2 separate regions of the Mus musculus genome follow, and region 1 is linked to region 2. Evidence: chromatin contacts called from public HiChIP or PLAC-seq data. All regions are on one chromosome and are shown on one strand. Each heading gives the region's core, a stretch centred on a gene start, on an enhancer-like site or on the middle of the called end of the contact. The rest is flanking DNA. Distances are from core to core; before and after follow the strand shown. Region 1 has its middle 100 kb from the start of Gm29924. Region 2 has its middle 250 kb from the start of Gm29924.

What was found. HiChIP or PLAC-seq counts read pairs in DNA pulled down with a chosen protein or histone mark.
Region 1: an H3K27ac HiChIP or PLAC-seq map of hepatocytes shows a contact between it and region 2, with 7 times the contacts expected there. The contact joins two enhancer-like sites. A contact is called at or near these places in 5 of 484 Hi-C or Micro-C datasets (brown adipocytes, embryonic fibroblasts, liver and 1 more) and 2 of 115 datasets of contacts at active chromatin or transcription factors (heart atrium and hepatocytes).

The regions. Positions count from the first base shown.
Region 1 is chr5:51,386,372-51,393,848 of GRCm38.p6, reverse strand. No RefSeq gene overlaps it. Among named protein-coding and RNA genes, the nearest start is that of Gm29924, 100 kb to the right of the region's middle. Within about 2 kb of position 2,383, at least 23 of the 459 cell types and tissues checked have an H3K27ac peak or open chromatin away from gene starts, as enhancers often do. A contact at or near this core is called in hepatocytes, where this site is marked.
Region 2 is chr5:51,036,846-51,043,907 of GRCm38.p6, reverse strand. No RefSeq gene overlaps it. Among named protein-coding and RNA genes, the nearest start is that of Gm29924, 250 kb to the left of the region's middle. Within about 2 kb of position 4,032, at least 12 of the 459 cell types and tissues checked have an H3K27ac peak or open chromatin away from gene starts, as enhancers often do. A contact at or near this core is called in hepatocytes, where this site is marked.

The sequences.
Region 1 (7,477 bases), core at 1,134-3,633, 350 kb before region 2:
TGCAAATCATTTCTCAGTAGACACACCTTCAGGATACATCTGACATAGGTATCTGCTCTTTAGTCTAGTAGCCAGCGTGAACTGTGTATTCTGAAGTGTACAGATGTGTGTTCCTATTCCATTTCCTCCTCTGCTTCTAACTGTGTGCTCCAGGTAATGCTAGTTAACCATTAAAGAATTATAGAAAGGGTTGTGTCCTGTAAAGGGTTGTATCAAAATCACACACACACACACACACACACACACACACACACACACACACACACACACACAAAGCCAGCAGTGATTGTGTGGAACACTTTATCATGTCTCATGATCACATGACACAATGCCCTGCTTTAACCAAGCACTCTGGATACCTGACTCAGACACATAGAACAGATTCTTGAGTTTTGTTCTTCGGCGCAATCACTTCCTTTGAAGAATATCAAGTTTCACACCCCTTATACCACATTTTAAACTTTCCACATTAAAATTTATATATGATGATGCATTTCCCTTATCCTCTTTTTTCAAAAGGTTCTTTTAAGAAATTGTGTCTATTTGTGGGAGTGTGCACCTGCTGTGGCACGCATGTGGAAGTCAGTAGACAGTTTGCAGTAGTCAACTCTCTCCTTCCACTGTTGTGGGTCTGGGGGATCGAACTCAGGTCATCAGACTTGATGACAGGTGCCTTTACCCATGGATCCATCTCAGTATGCCCTCTTTTTAATGTTTTGATTCATGACAAGCAGCTGCCAACATCCCAGTAAGTAGCCATCTGCAAGTGACAGGGGCTTTTTGCAAGTAAACATTGTCTATTGATTGTTGGTTCTTTTCATCAATAGTCGTTTTTATAGTGATCAAGGGCAGAAGTGCCAATTCCGGGCCCATTACAGATGAATTTGGACTTGACTGAAATCTGGAGAGGAGGGCTAATGGGATATATTGCCGCCCTGTAGATAGGGCAAGTGCTTATGTGGTTTACTTAATTTGAAGGGACATTTCATAATTCTAGATAAATTGGAATTACAAGTCAGATAAAATTTACGAACAGATTATAGTGATCTTGCCCTCTAGAGGTCTAGGAAGAGTGGGTTTTGCCACATTGGTAATAATTGTTGATAGAGTTTTTTTTTCTTCTTCTTCTTCTTCAAGACAGAAAGCTACTATTTTAGGAATTGAGTCTTTCTTGGATTCAATGACAGAAATGATCAATTCTTCAGAAACCAAAATGGCTCATGATTAAAAAGAGTGGGGAATATTAGTGTTCAATGAAGCAGTGTGGAATTAAAATGCTTTAAGAAATATCTTATGAAGGCATAGTGGTTACGAAGGAAATGGCTGCATCCAAATTAGGCTTCTAATATCCAGTTTAGAAGGGGGAAATATTAAATGTGATATTTAACAATATTTTGTACTTGAAGAGCTGTGCTAAATACTACAAACCTTGTATCATATAATTCTTACAGCCATATAAATCATATCTACATTTTAACTCTGTGGATTATAAATATTAAATTATTTCCTTCAGGACATGTGGTTAGTACCCATCCCAGTTTCAACCAATGTAAGACTGGTCAAGGATTGTGTCCTTTTTCAGTTGTTACTTCGTGACTTTTAACCTCACTGTGTCAATATGAGTGTCAACCCCCTCACACTGTACCAGATTTTTTAAAATTTTACTTCTAGTTTATGTCTTTTGGTAATTTTTTAGACACAACTAGGACTACCTTTAGTATAATCTTTAGTATAAAGATTAATATTAACCAGATCTCACCAAAGAAGAAGCCTTGGGTCAATTAAGTGAGAACATTAGAGGGATTTGAAGAGTGTAACGAACAGCTAATTTCCTTGTGCCTCCTTCTGAATGCATGTGGGCATTGTGCATTGCTTTCTGCTCTGCTCAGGGAAGCTCAAACACTGAAGAGAGAGGTAAGAATTTCAAATAGGAGCTAACACATGGTCTTAGCTGTACAGAAACACAGTTCAGGAAATGACATAGCTGGGACTGTCAGTTTCCAAGGATTTTTTCACTTGCTTTATTATGATAACTGCAAAAAACCCACATTTACCTATTATATACAGAAGGCAGGGGTTCACAGAAAAATGAGGAGCCAAGTTTTGTGCCTCAAATGCTTTAATAATTTTCTCCCAGAAGGTTTAAAAGTTACTAGAACAGGATTGGGTCTTTGGACTTGCTCGTCCACGGCTTTGCTCTGGAGAGTGCTGGATGAGAGGGTGTCTTCTGCCAGAATCCACAGCTGGACGACCCATCTCAAGCCTTGCTCCTCCTACCATCTTCCCTGTAGCGATGAATCTGGACAGCTCTGCTCTGAGGCACAGCTTTCGGGACTTGGACTAGGGAGGAGTCAGTCTTTGTGGGAAACGGAAATGCCATGGTGCAGGTCCAAGGTCCACTGGGCATGAAGAGAGGCTGGAAAGATCAGCCGGAAAGAGTGTGTCATTATATCCTTGGTGTTTCCCTCTCGGACTTCAGCCCTTCTCTTCTGCCAGCTCTCTGTATGGCTGCCCAAATCAACAGGGAAGAGTAAAAAACAAAACAAAATACAAACTGATCAGTCCAGCAGCTGTTAAAAGTTTTCAGTGACATAATATCAGTCATCTTCTCTCCTTCCTTCAAATGGAGGGTGAAAGAGGGGTCCTGGGCTAGCCACTCCCACCTGTCCCTTTAGACCTCAAACTCATACTAGGGCCTTTCTCATCACAGTACTTTGGTTTCTGACAGGTTGCCACGTGCCTCTGATGACGGCAAATATCTCTCCATCCGGCCCTTTGCTTTTGGACTTCGGGGAGTACAGAGTGAGCTCTCAATAAGTATAGATTGTGTGGCTGCCCAATTTGACTTTTAAAAATGAGGTAGATCTTTGGGGGAGAGATTTGTTCAATTCACTGACAGCCAATAGTCCTTGAGACTGCTTTCTACCAAATTGAAAAATGACTCCGACATATGAATACAAATAAACTGATAATTCTAGTCCATTCATTTGTTTCTTCATTCAGTAAGAAGTAATTTGAGTGACTTCTATGCAGTCGACATGGCTCCAGGCCAAGAAAACACAGTGGCAGATTAATAGATACAGTCTCAGCCTTAAGAAGGTTCACAATCTCATAGAAGAATCATCTAAAGTAAGAGAACCAAGGATACATATATCATACTATTTTATATTAAATTACAAGAAAATATGACTAGAGTTATGATTTCAATGTAAAAAATAGTCCTCTTTTATACACATGTACTTAAATATTGCCTAAGATTTTTATTCTTTTGTATAACGTTTAATTGCATCTTCCTCTGCTTAGTGAGCATAGGGAGTGTACATAACACCATAAATAGCCAATATTTTTAGTACTTTTCGTGTTGGTTATTATAAAGTTGCTCAAGCTTTGTCTCACATTGTGCTAAGTACTGAACAGAAAAGAAGAATTAAAATTATTGGGCAGTCTTCTAAGCCAATTATTTCTCTATGATATTAATTTAATTCTCATTTGATCTTTATGAGATTATTGCTATTATTATATGTAAAATAGCCCAGCCAAATTCATATAACTATTAACTATCTACAGTCAAATATGATCCCAGATGGTTGCCTTTCATAGTGACCATTCAAAAAATACCGTACTCTATTACACATTAGAACATATCATAGTGTGCTACAAAATACAAAGGACAACAATTATTTTCAATGGTACATACATGTTTATATATGTAGTTATATGCATATAGGACCACACTATGCCATTCACTTGCTATCTATCGAGGATCAGAATAGCTTGGCATATCATTCTTCGTCTCAGAACACGTTTCTATTGATTTAAAAGGATCACTGAAGGCTGGAGATTGAAAGTTGCTGGAGTACACAAGTAGTAAGAATGAAGGCCTGAGTTCTATCCACAACCCCACATAAACAGAGCATGATAGTGCATGCCTATAATACCAGCTCTCAAGGGATGGAAGCAGGAGAATCAGAAGTTCAAGTTCAAGGTCATCTTCTCTTATGCAGCTAGTTGGAGCCATATATGAGCTATAAGAGACCTGTCTCAAAACACAGAGGAGATACATCCACATTTCACAAACAAGACTCTGAAAAGAAGACAATGTACTTATTGTCTAAAATGGATTTTTCTGTTTTGCATGAGTTTGGGGACCAAGGGCAATTGGATTTACCTCCAAAATCTGTGACTAAGAATGACAAAATATCTGATAATGGTGTTTCTTCAATGAAAATGGGAACAACTGGAATTCCTTTGTAGTGTTATTATGAGACATTCTATAAAATGTGGTTTAAATCACATGGCATATTACTCATATTTAATAAATGCCATTCCAGATGATGTCTCTTTCTATGGTCATACCCCAAATCATAGTCTTTCTAGACCCTAGACCCCATTCAAAAGATTCTACAGATTCTGTCAGTCTTCTGGGTGACCCCAAGTTGAGTTTTCACTTCAAACCATTTGCTGGGGCTGTGGTAACTGAGTAGTCAACTTTCCCATCCATTCAGGAAATAAGCAACTCAAGATAGCCTGTATGTTAGAACCTGCCAACATGCCTTACCCAATCCTTATCACTGAGTAAGGTAGGGAGTGGGATATATTTTGGGGGAAAGGGTAGCTTTGCTTCTCTGGGCTTCTCTATGACTGTGATGTTTTAAAAGAGGAAGTCACTGGGAAAATGTTGGAAGGAGTCCTTGCTCTTTAGGCACTGTAGAGATGTGAAAGCTTTGAAAACTCCCTCCTAGAACACAGTCCAACAAGAGCTCTAGAACCTGTCTTTTCTCATTCACCAGGACCTTGCTTTGAAATGAAAAACACAAAAAACAAAAACCAGATGCTTCTCACAGCTGGCTTCACCTATTATCTCTTTAATCTATCTAGAAGAAAGCTTTGCTTCTGTAATAGCAATGTGCTCATCTGGGTAGATGTGCAAGATGCTGGCCTGACAACTTTAAATTGCAAAGGAAATCCCGGAGAAGAATTTTCTTTCTCTACTCAATAAATTTCCTTTCATCCTTTTCCCTGATTCAGGTTCTCATGTGCACTTGCCCTCACCCCCAATCCCTACCACCATCTTTGTGGTTGAAGGCATGAGTGGAGATGTATTTTCAACAACTTAGGTTAAATCAATCCTCAGCTTCTTTCAGATATCAAGAGACTGTTTTTTGTTTTGTTTTGTTTTGTTTTGTTTTTTCTCAGCAGCATTTGCTTTTGTTTGACTCACTGTTCCAATAATTGGAATCTTCACTGAGTTGGTATAAATAAATGGGACCTAAGAGTTTCTCTTCAGCTACAGCTAAAGAGACAAGATATTTGAGGTCTATTGCCCTTGTCAGAGCTAGATGCTTGTTTATGGAGAGTATGTGTTTGAACAATTCAACTAAATACAATCCTTGCAACTCCCGAACACCTAAGCATTGATTATAAATGGTGATCTTTAATACACACACACACACACACACACACACACACACACACACACACACACACACACACACACACAAAGAGAGAGAGAGACAGAGAAAGACAGAGAGAGACAGAGACAGAGAGACAAAGGCCAGGGTTGGGATTGTTCATGTTCATTTATTTCAAGTTTCTTTTTTCTCTGCTATTTCTCCTTCACCCTCTCCTCTCCTTTCCTCACTCTGTGTATGAGTCTCTGTGTGTGAGTCTCTGTGTGTGCATACATTTCATTTCTAGCTTGCTCCTATGGTCCTATGGTTTGCCATTACTAACCTTCAAACTAATTCATTTGTTTCACTTCTCCTCTGCCTCTTAATGCCCAGGATAAAAAAACAGTCACCACCAGCCACGGGTGTTCACAGAAGCAAATACTAACTAAAACATGGCCAAAAGTCAACTAAAGGAGAAAGAGAACAGATTGAAATTCCTTGCGGCACCCCTCCTGGTTTCTTTCAGGGCCCCAGGCTAGAAGTAAGCATGTTCTAATTTGCATGGCTGACTTAATGGCATGGTTACACCCCAAATTTGCATCCCTGCTTGGGATCTGAAGTGAGTTTCTGAACCAGTTTTACTTTGTGTTATTTCTCACTGGCAAGTTAAACCCCTTTGGAAATGTTCCCTACCAGGGCACATCTCTGCAGAAAAGCAATAATGCATCCTTGCCATAGTATATTGTACAGGTATCTGGCCCTGATGCAATGTGAAAAAGAGGGGAAAGCAAGAGATGCAGGACAGAGAAGGGAAGCAAGAAGAAATGCAGGGAGTGAGAGAGGCAAAGGTTTGGAAAGATAGGGGTGGGGAATCGCAGAGGGACAGGAGGGAGATAATTTTCAGGCCGTATACACAGAGGACACCAAGTCCCTTGTCCTACTCTTTTCCAGTAAAGACCACTATGCTCAGGTTGGGAGAGGAAAGGCCATCCATAGTTTTCTAGTTGTTTTCACCTTCTTAGATCTTGATGGTGGGAGCAGAATGGGGTTCAAATGAGCTGAATGGGTTCAAACCATAAATGGCTCTGTGTCTTTATTTCCTTACCTGTAAAATGGAAGGATTGTCATATTCAGTTCAGTAAGGTGTGTTAGAGGGGTTATCATGGTCACGTGGGATCTCTTCAGGTGAGGAATGAAAAGTGAATTTTCATTGTGTTGTTCTACTGAGAAGGCTTCTGAAGCAGAAGTCATTGTCCTTGAGGAAGGAAGCTGGGATAGGTGCAAGCCTGCTGCCTGGATGCTGTGCCTCTCCTGCCTGCATCCGTCTCCCTGATCTCGTTCACCACAAATGTTTCATTGATGCGGACATTAAAACTCAGAGAACTGAAGTAAATTATAAAATCCAACTGTCAAAATGAAGTATTTCACAGAGGTAAAGCCATTATACATTTATGCCAGTGATGAGGACTTTATCAGATTACCATTTCCCATTTTGTTCCAGAGAAAATTGAGCTCAGTAAATAATGCCCAAGTGATGGCATGAGTTTGAATGTGTCAGCAAACTAACCCTTAGCAAGCAATTGGCTAGAGGTGTCATTTACACAGGCCAAGAACAATGGCAAAACTGAAAAAACACATAAGAAGGGTGGAGGAGTCAAACTGAGTCTTGTGAACAATTGTGATGAAAGCTTCAAACGCACCTCAACTTTATTATTATATATTATTATTATTATTATTATTATTATTATTATTATTATTATTATTAATTTTCAGCTCCTGTTCTGTTTCTAGAGAAGCATAGGGCAAAGAATCACTTTGATTTATTTTGGCCACAAGAGGGAGACTGTATCACCCACTCCACGTTCTGAAATGTTAGCCTGAGGAGGACAGAGATTGGTGGAGAAAGCAGGAAGCACACAGACTGTGTGAGAAAATGGCAGCACCAGCCATGACTGTCTCTGCATGGGATGAAGGAGGCTGGTCTCTAGAGCATTGTTTTCCCCTTGCAGAACACCACCGTGGTAGAGTCAGTTCAAAGACCTATTTAGCCAGACACTAGCAAAAGCAGGCTCACTCAGTGCCAGAGT
Region 2 (7,062 bases), core at 2,783-5,282:
TTTGAGAAGGCCAGGTGATGTTCCTTCAGCTGCATGAGTCCTAGGCATCAGCACAAACCTTGCTGCGCATGTGCGAAGGATTCTGCTGGCTTGAGAGTGGCTTTATAAGCACCGTCTTTCCTGTGGTCTCAGGATATAAACAATCTGTGCTGAGAGAATGGAACAGACTATTTCATTTCTAATTTTCCTTCATGTGGCCTGCCTCTGGTACAGGGAAGATGGCAGAAATTGTTATTTAAGAAGGAAAGTTCCCTGTTTAATGGAGAGGCTGGAAGGGGTCTGGTTTCTTTGAGACAAAGACATATTATGGCTCCCTTTTATCTAGGACTGCTTGATTTTAGGGACTCCAGTCCATCTAGAGGCAAAGCTGAGTGGGCCTTTATGTGCATAGTGAGAACTCGAACAGTGCACATTATTTTGCATTGTGAGTCAACATTTCTTTGGATAGACTTAGAAAGTTAAATTATATGTGACTATGTGCTCATGTGTGTATGAGTGCATGTATGTGTACACAACTTGTGTGTGCACAGTGTGTGTTCATGTGAAGAACTGGACAGAACTTGGGCATCACTCCTTAGGTACTGGCTACCTTGTCTTTTATTTAATTTAATTTTTTGCTTATATATTTATTATTGTATTTGAAACAGGGTATCTTGCTGACTTGGAGTTCAAAGGAGGCTAGGTTAGCTAACTAACTAATGATCATCAGGGCTCTCTGCAGTCCCTGCTTTGTCTCTTCCTCCTCAGCACTAGTATTAAAAGCATACACCACCATCCTGCTGCTTTTTAAAACGTGAATGACCCATCCAATAGGTGACTAGGGCCCCCAATGGAGGAGCTATAGAAAGTACCCAAGGAGCTAAAGGGAACTGCAACCCTATAGGTGGAACAACAATATGAACTAACCAGTATCCCCAGGGCTCATGTCTCTAGCTGCATATGTAGCAGAAGATGGCCTAGTTGGCCATCACTGGGAAGAGAGGCCCCTTGGTATTGCAAACTTTATATGCCCCCGTACAGGGGAACGCCAGGGCCAAGAAGTAGGAGTGGGTGGGAAGGGGAGCAGGGTAGGGGGAGGTTATAGGGGACTTTCAGGCTACCATTTGAAATGCAAATGAAGAAAATATCTAATAAAAATTTGAATAATAATAATAAAACCTGAGTGAGTACTGGAGAATCTACCTTGAGTCCTTCTGCTTCCAGGATAATCCCATTCACTGAAATTCTTAAATGAGACAGTGCTTAGAGTCACCTTATAAGGAGTAAGACATTTGACACCCCTACCCCATAGTAACTGTGAGGTTAGGGAGAGCAGGCTGCTCCACTTTACAGATAAGAATAGTGAGGCCCAGACAGAAGAAAGCCTACCTATATAGCATACCATCAGTACTGCAGTCACCTTTTGCATCTGCCTTACCACCGCCCACCGTGCTCAGGGTGACGGGGCAGAGTCTCCTCTTTCATATAGAAGGAGAGTATTATACCTTTGCATGTTATCAAACGTGAATGAATGAATATATGTGGAGACCCCTCCCAAGACTTCAATGTCACTTTCACTGTTTCCAGGGGACAGACAGCAAAAGTCTGTCTGGTATAGCTCACATGCTCAGCAACTCAAAGGTAGTTTGAGTTTTCTCTTTGGCTTTACATCTTGACGATGACTTAGAGATACATTTTTTTCCCCCAAGCGGGTTAATTAGAAAACCTAAGTACTTTACAGGGTAGCTCAGTGCTATTTGCATATGACCATTCCTCTGCCTCCCCACCTTATGACCTTTACCTTCTTGTAGAATTAAAAGAGGTGAGTCTACCCCTTTCTCCAAATAAACCTCTGCCTGGCTAGTTTCTCCAGTTCCACGACTAATGTTGAATGATCATGGGCATGACTCAACAAAGAACCTAGCCATGCCTGCCTCTCTGACTAACTCTTTGTTATCTCCATACATTTTTAGCACTGTGTATTGTTTTATCGTTTCAGTCCCTGACTCCTGGTTCCTTTTCCCTCTGGTTCCCCTTTTGCAGCTCTCTTGACAATGACTGTTATTTTCAGAGCCTCCTAAAAGCTTTGTAAGCACCCATCTGCCTTGGCCACAAGGAGCGCAGTCATCACCTGCCCTTTGAAGCTCATATGGCATGCACTGGGCTGGGTCTGAGTCAGCTCAGAATGGAGAACAGGCCGTGGACAAGTTGCCAAGAGAACTAAGGTCCGGCCTGGCCCTCCTCCTGTCTTCTCATGTGACCTTGTAGGCTGCTCTTAGGTTTGGCCTCCTGGAAATAGCAGACTAATACTGTTTTGAGTCAGGAAGAAATTTTAAGTCATGATTCCCAGGCTGCCTCAGAAAAACATGCCTTGCGTTTTGAAACAATGCAGATTTCCAGGCTCCATCTCAGCTCATATGAGTTCTGGAAATGGCCAATCATTAGGTTACCTCTGCATTCTCCTCAAAATCACAATGTCACAGGGAGCCAGCATTTCTAGGTCTACTCCATTTCTTCTGTCTCGTACAGAAGCACAATCCTTAACACTTTGGGAAAAAAGAAGAACACGTTTGGGAGCCCCGCTTTACTAAATCTCAGGCAGTTATCCAGCTGAGCTTAAACTGGGCTATGTCGCCATACTCTGTTCTAATAGGCACCACAGGGACTCAACTGGCCCGGCCACCCACTAAGCTGTTTCTTCATTGCACTTGTGCTGGTGTTGGCATCTGGACTGCTGGGGACAGCAAGCCTCCCCAGGGGCAGTGCTGGTCTTTGAAATGCCAAGGCAGTGTCCTTGTACATATTGGGGCACAAGCGAGGCAGAGATCTGGATGGCGCCTACTCTGAAATGCCACTGTGGAGCCTGCAAAAGATCCAAGAGTGGATCGGATTCCCAAGACCAAGCTGGCAGCCGTCTGTAGGAAAATCAGATTCCTCTGAGGCCTTAGAGGTCACCAGAGGGCACATGACTGCCCCTGGTCAGAGGCTGCAGGGTAGCTCAGGACAGAGTAAAGGGCAAGTAAGAATCAAGGAGAGAAAAGGTGACAAGAGGAAATCTACTTCGGTTATAATTTTTTTTCAACTTGGCAATCCCGGATGATGTGTGGCTTGGGAAGAAATTCACAGCAACTTTCTATCATTTCAGCCATCATAATCCTGCACCAGACAGCACACACAGCCCTTGTGTAAATGACTCAGCGGTCAGCTCACAAGCTCCTTGCAAAGCAGCAACAAAGACAGGAATGTGTGGGCAAGCACACACACACACACACACACACACACACACCACACATGCTCAGGAACTCGCAGCACACTTGCTTAGCAGAAGCTTAAACTCTCGCTGATCATTAACCTTTTATTAAACTTATGGCCCTTCGGAGTGAGAAGGGTGCCTTAGCCGTGCTTAGACTTTTCAAGAGCCTGGCAGCAGCCTAGAGTAAAATTGGGATGATAAATGAATAAAGGTAACAAAAACTCCAGTGTTCCCAGCTTCGTGTTAAAAGGTAGCTGTGGTAAACACCTCCACAACTGCATACACAGTGGACTGTAGCATAGTAGGAACATTCATTGCAGTTTTCAGTGGAAGGCTCTTGGCCATCATGAGTTTTTAGAGCTCTTAGCTGAAGACAAGTGGACCTAGTAAAATCTTTAAAACATATTAATTCCAACACTGGCACATTAAAAAAGGGTCACTGTTAATAAATAACATAACCAGGATCATGTTCTACTATTGTCAACACCATGAAATTTGTCTGTTCTATGGAAGAGCTTCTCATAGGTAATGAGTCTGAATTACAAATGCCTGTGGTTCTGTGCCTGGCAGTGTGTGTCTGAGCGGCTGGGAAGGCTCTTATGTAGTTGCTGAAGTGTGTAGAAATGTAAACATTGACAGAAACCTATTTGAAGTGCTTGTTTACTACGCCAGTTACATATGTACCTTTTCCAATTGACCTTGCAAATGAAACACTTTGCCACTGAAGGGGAATAGAACGTGCGTAGAAGTCCTCCCAGTGTTTATTTTTACATTGAACATCAACTAGGCCCCAAGGCTAATGCCATTGACCTGTAACACACATAGAGATGGCAAAGCAACTGGTCACTTAGTTGGTCAGTAAGCGGTAAGGCCAGGAGGATCCTTGTCCTCAATGGGACACTGCCATCTGGTGCATGCCCCTAGTGAGACATGTAGAGAACAATAGCCAGAATTACAAGAGAGTGGAGGAGGCGCAGCTGCTTCAGGAAACACAGGGCTCCTGCGGTCTCAACCACAATCTGTAGATGAGGATAGTCAACCAAAGAGATGTTACTATGTAGATGGAAGGAGTTACCTATAGATGTGATGGAGAAACAAAATTCCTCAGTGTCGCTTAAAAGCCAAATATCTGTCATGGATTGTCCATCTCCTTTAAGCTTGAGAGTAACCCACTGAAATGGTCATATAGCAGGGGAAGATGCAGAGGACCAGAGATATATGCCTGGACTCTTTCAGTTAGCAACTGAACTTGCCTCCTAGGTTACTTTTATGCTTGGATAAATATCTGCCTTGAAAGGAGAGATGTTCTTCTCCTTATCCAAGTATGGTTCAAAGTAGGCCTAAACAATTCTTCACAATCAATAACATACTGGAATGGGGAGATGTCTCCAGAGTTGCTCATTCCTAATATCTCATTGTCTAGCAGGATCAGGAGATTCATGTATCACAGTGAGATAGCACTCCTTAAATCAAGCACAAAATTAAGACTAGAGCTAGGCAAATGATATAATCAAACATTTGCAATTTTTCCCTGTTAAAACACAGGAATTCCAGTTCTCTGATGAAGCCAAGGAAAAGAAGCCAATAACCTTTCCAGTTTAAAGCTTAGCAGTTTTTTTGTCATATACTTTTCTTTTTTTTTTTTAATTAGGTATTTTCCTTGTTTACATTTCCAATGCTATCCCAAAAGTCCCCCATACCCACCCCCCAATCCCCTACCCACCCACTCCCCCTTTTTGGCCCTGGCGTTCCCCTGTACTGGGGCATATAAAGTTTGCAAGTCCACAGGGCCTCTTTTTCCAGTGATGGCTGACTAGGCCATCTTTTGATACATATGCAGCTAGAGACAAGAGCTCCGGGGTACTGGTTAGTTCATATTGTTGTTCCACATATAGGGTTGCAGTTCCCTTTAGCTCCTTGGGTACTTTCTCTAGCTCCTCCATTGGGGGCCGTGTGACCCATCCAATAGCTGACTGTGAGCATCCATTTCTGTGTTTGCTAGACCCCGGCATAGTCTCACAAGAGACAGCTATATCTGGGTCCTTACAGCAAAATCTTGCTAGTGTATGCAATGGTGTCAGCGTTTGGAAGCTGATTATGGGATGGATCCCTGGATATGGCAATCATTAGATGGTCCATCCTTTTGTCACAGCTCCAAATTTTGTCATATACTTTTCATTGATTTAGATTTTACTACTTTCTTAAAATGACATATAAGTTGATTCTTATCTTCATTATCAATTTCCCTTATATTTTATGGCTGGAGGTCATCCATGGGTAATTGTGATCTTGAAAGCTCTGCTGTTGAAAAGACAGCCATGTTTTAGAAAACTCTCAGGTTGACACAATGGCTGTCAAAAATAGTCTGGTTTGGTTACTTTTGGAAAAATGTTTTATTTCACTCATGGCATATGTCTTAGTTAGGGTTTTACAATGACCAAGGCAACTCTTAAAAGGATAAATTTAATTAGGGCTGACTTATAGGTTCAGAAGTTCAGCCCATTATCATCAAGGTTGGGGCATGGCAGTACCCAGACAGGCATGACACAGGAGGAGCTGAGAGTTCAACATCTTGTTCCCAAGGCAAACAGGAGATGACTGGTTCCTATGTGGTTAGGAGGAGGGAAAGTCTTATTGCCCAACACCACAGTGACATACTTCATCCAATAAGGTAACAGCTACTCCAACAAGGCCACACACCTCCTAAGAGTCCCATTCCAGGTGCCAAACATATCCAAATCACCATAGCATGGGAACAATTCTTTTCCTTAAGACAAATTTATTAGATGTAGGTATAATCATATGCTCATTTTTGGAAACTCTCTACACAGTGGGCATTTTTCTGTGTCTCTGATGAATAACAACTGATTTACCTGTGCTGAAGGTTACCAGAAAATTAGACAAGCCATTAGATGTAACGTCTCAATTTCAAAGGATAATATGTGTGTGGAAGGGCTGTTAATCACAGAATTACAGATCCTCGTTATGATGGGCACCTCTAGAGATGGCATGTGTGTACATTTGCCTCTGTGTCTGATTTCCAAGTTAAACCATAAAGATCACAAGGGAAATAATGTCTTCTACCAACCTGCTGCAAATTTAGAACAACTAAAGCATTAGCACTTAGGTCTTCCCCCAAAGCAGATTGATAGAGATGGAAAAGCATTAAGAAGCTCAAATAAGACAAAGCTCACATAAGGGGTTCTCTTCTGGGAAATATTTGGGGTCCCTTTCATGCAGCAATACATTAAGGCCATCCTTATGCTTTAGCCGCCTCTATGTGTACCTTGCTGAATATCAGACACAGGTGGTTACATTTATTTTTTTAAAATAAATAACAAGCCCTGAGAAAATTAACCATTGATATTTCCAACTTTGTCCAGGGATCAGAAATTATAAAATTCAACCAGACACTGTCAAAGTATGCTCATTAAATAAGGGTTTATTCCTATGTAGTTCAAGTTACATCGATTGCCTTTTGACTCACAGAGAGCAGAAATTAAGAAGATCATGTCCTGGTGAGTAATTTGTTCTCCGTCCCTAATGTAATGTCACGATCAGGATCTTCCTTCTGAGAAGATTTAGCTAAAACTTCTGCATACCTCCTGAAAAGAACACCATTTAATGTTTCATTAGGAAAGCAGACCATTTGGAACACATAATAAAGAAAACTCTCAGAAGATCTCCAAGAAGACATAAGGGAGGGCCCTGTTTTCATATTAATCTGGTTAAAGCTGAGTTTGGGTGAAGCAGTACAAATCCCTTTGTAATTTATCTGACAAAATAAGATTTCAGTCAGACAAGGTACTTACAACTGAGAAACCAGCTTC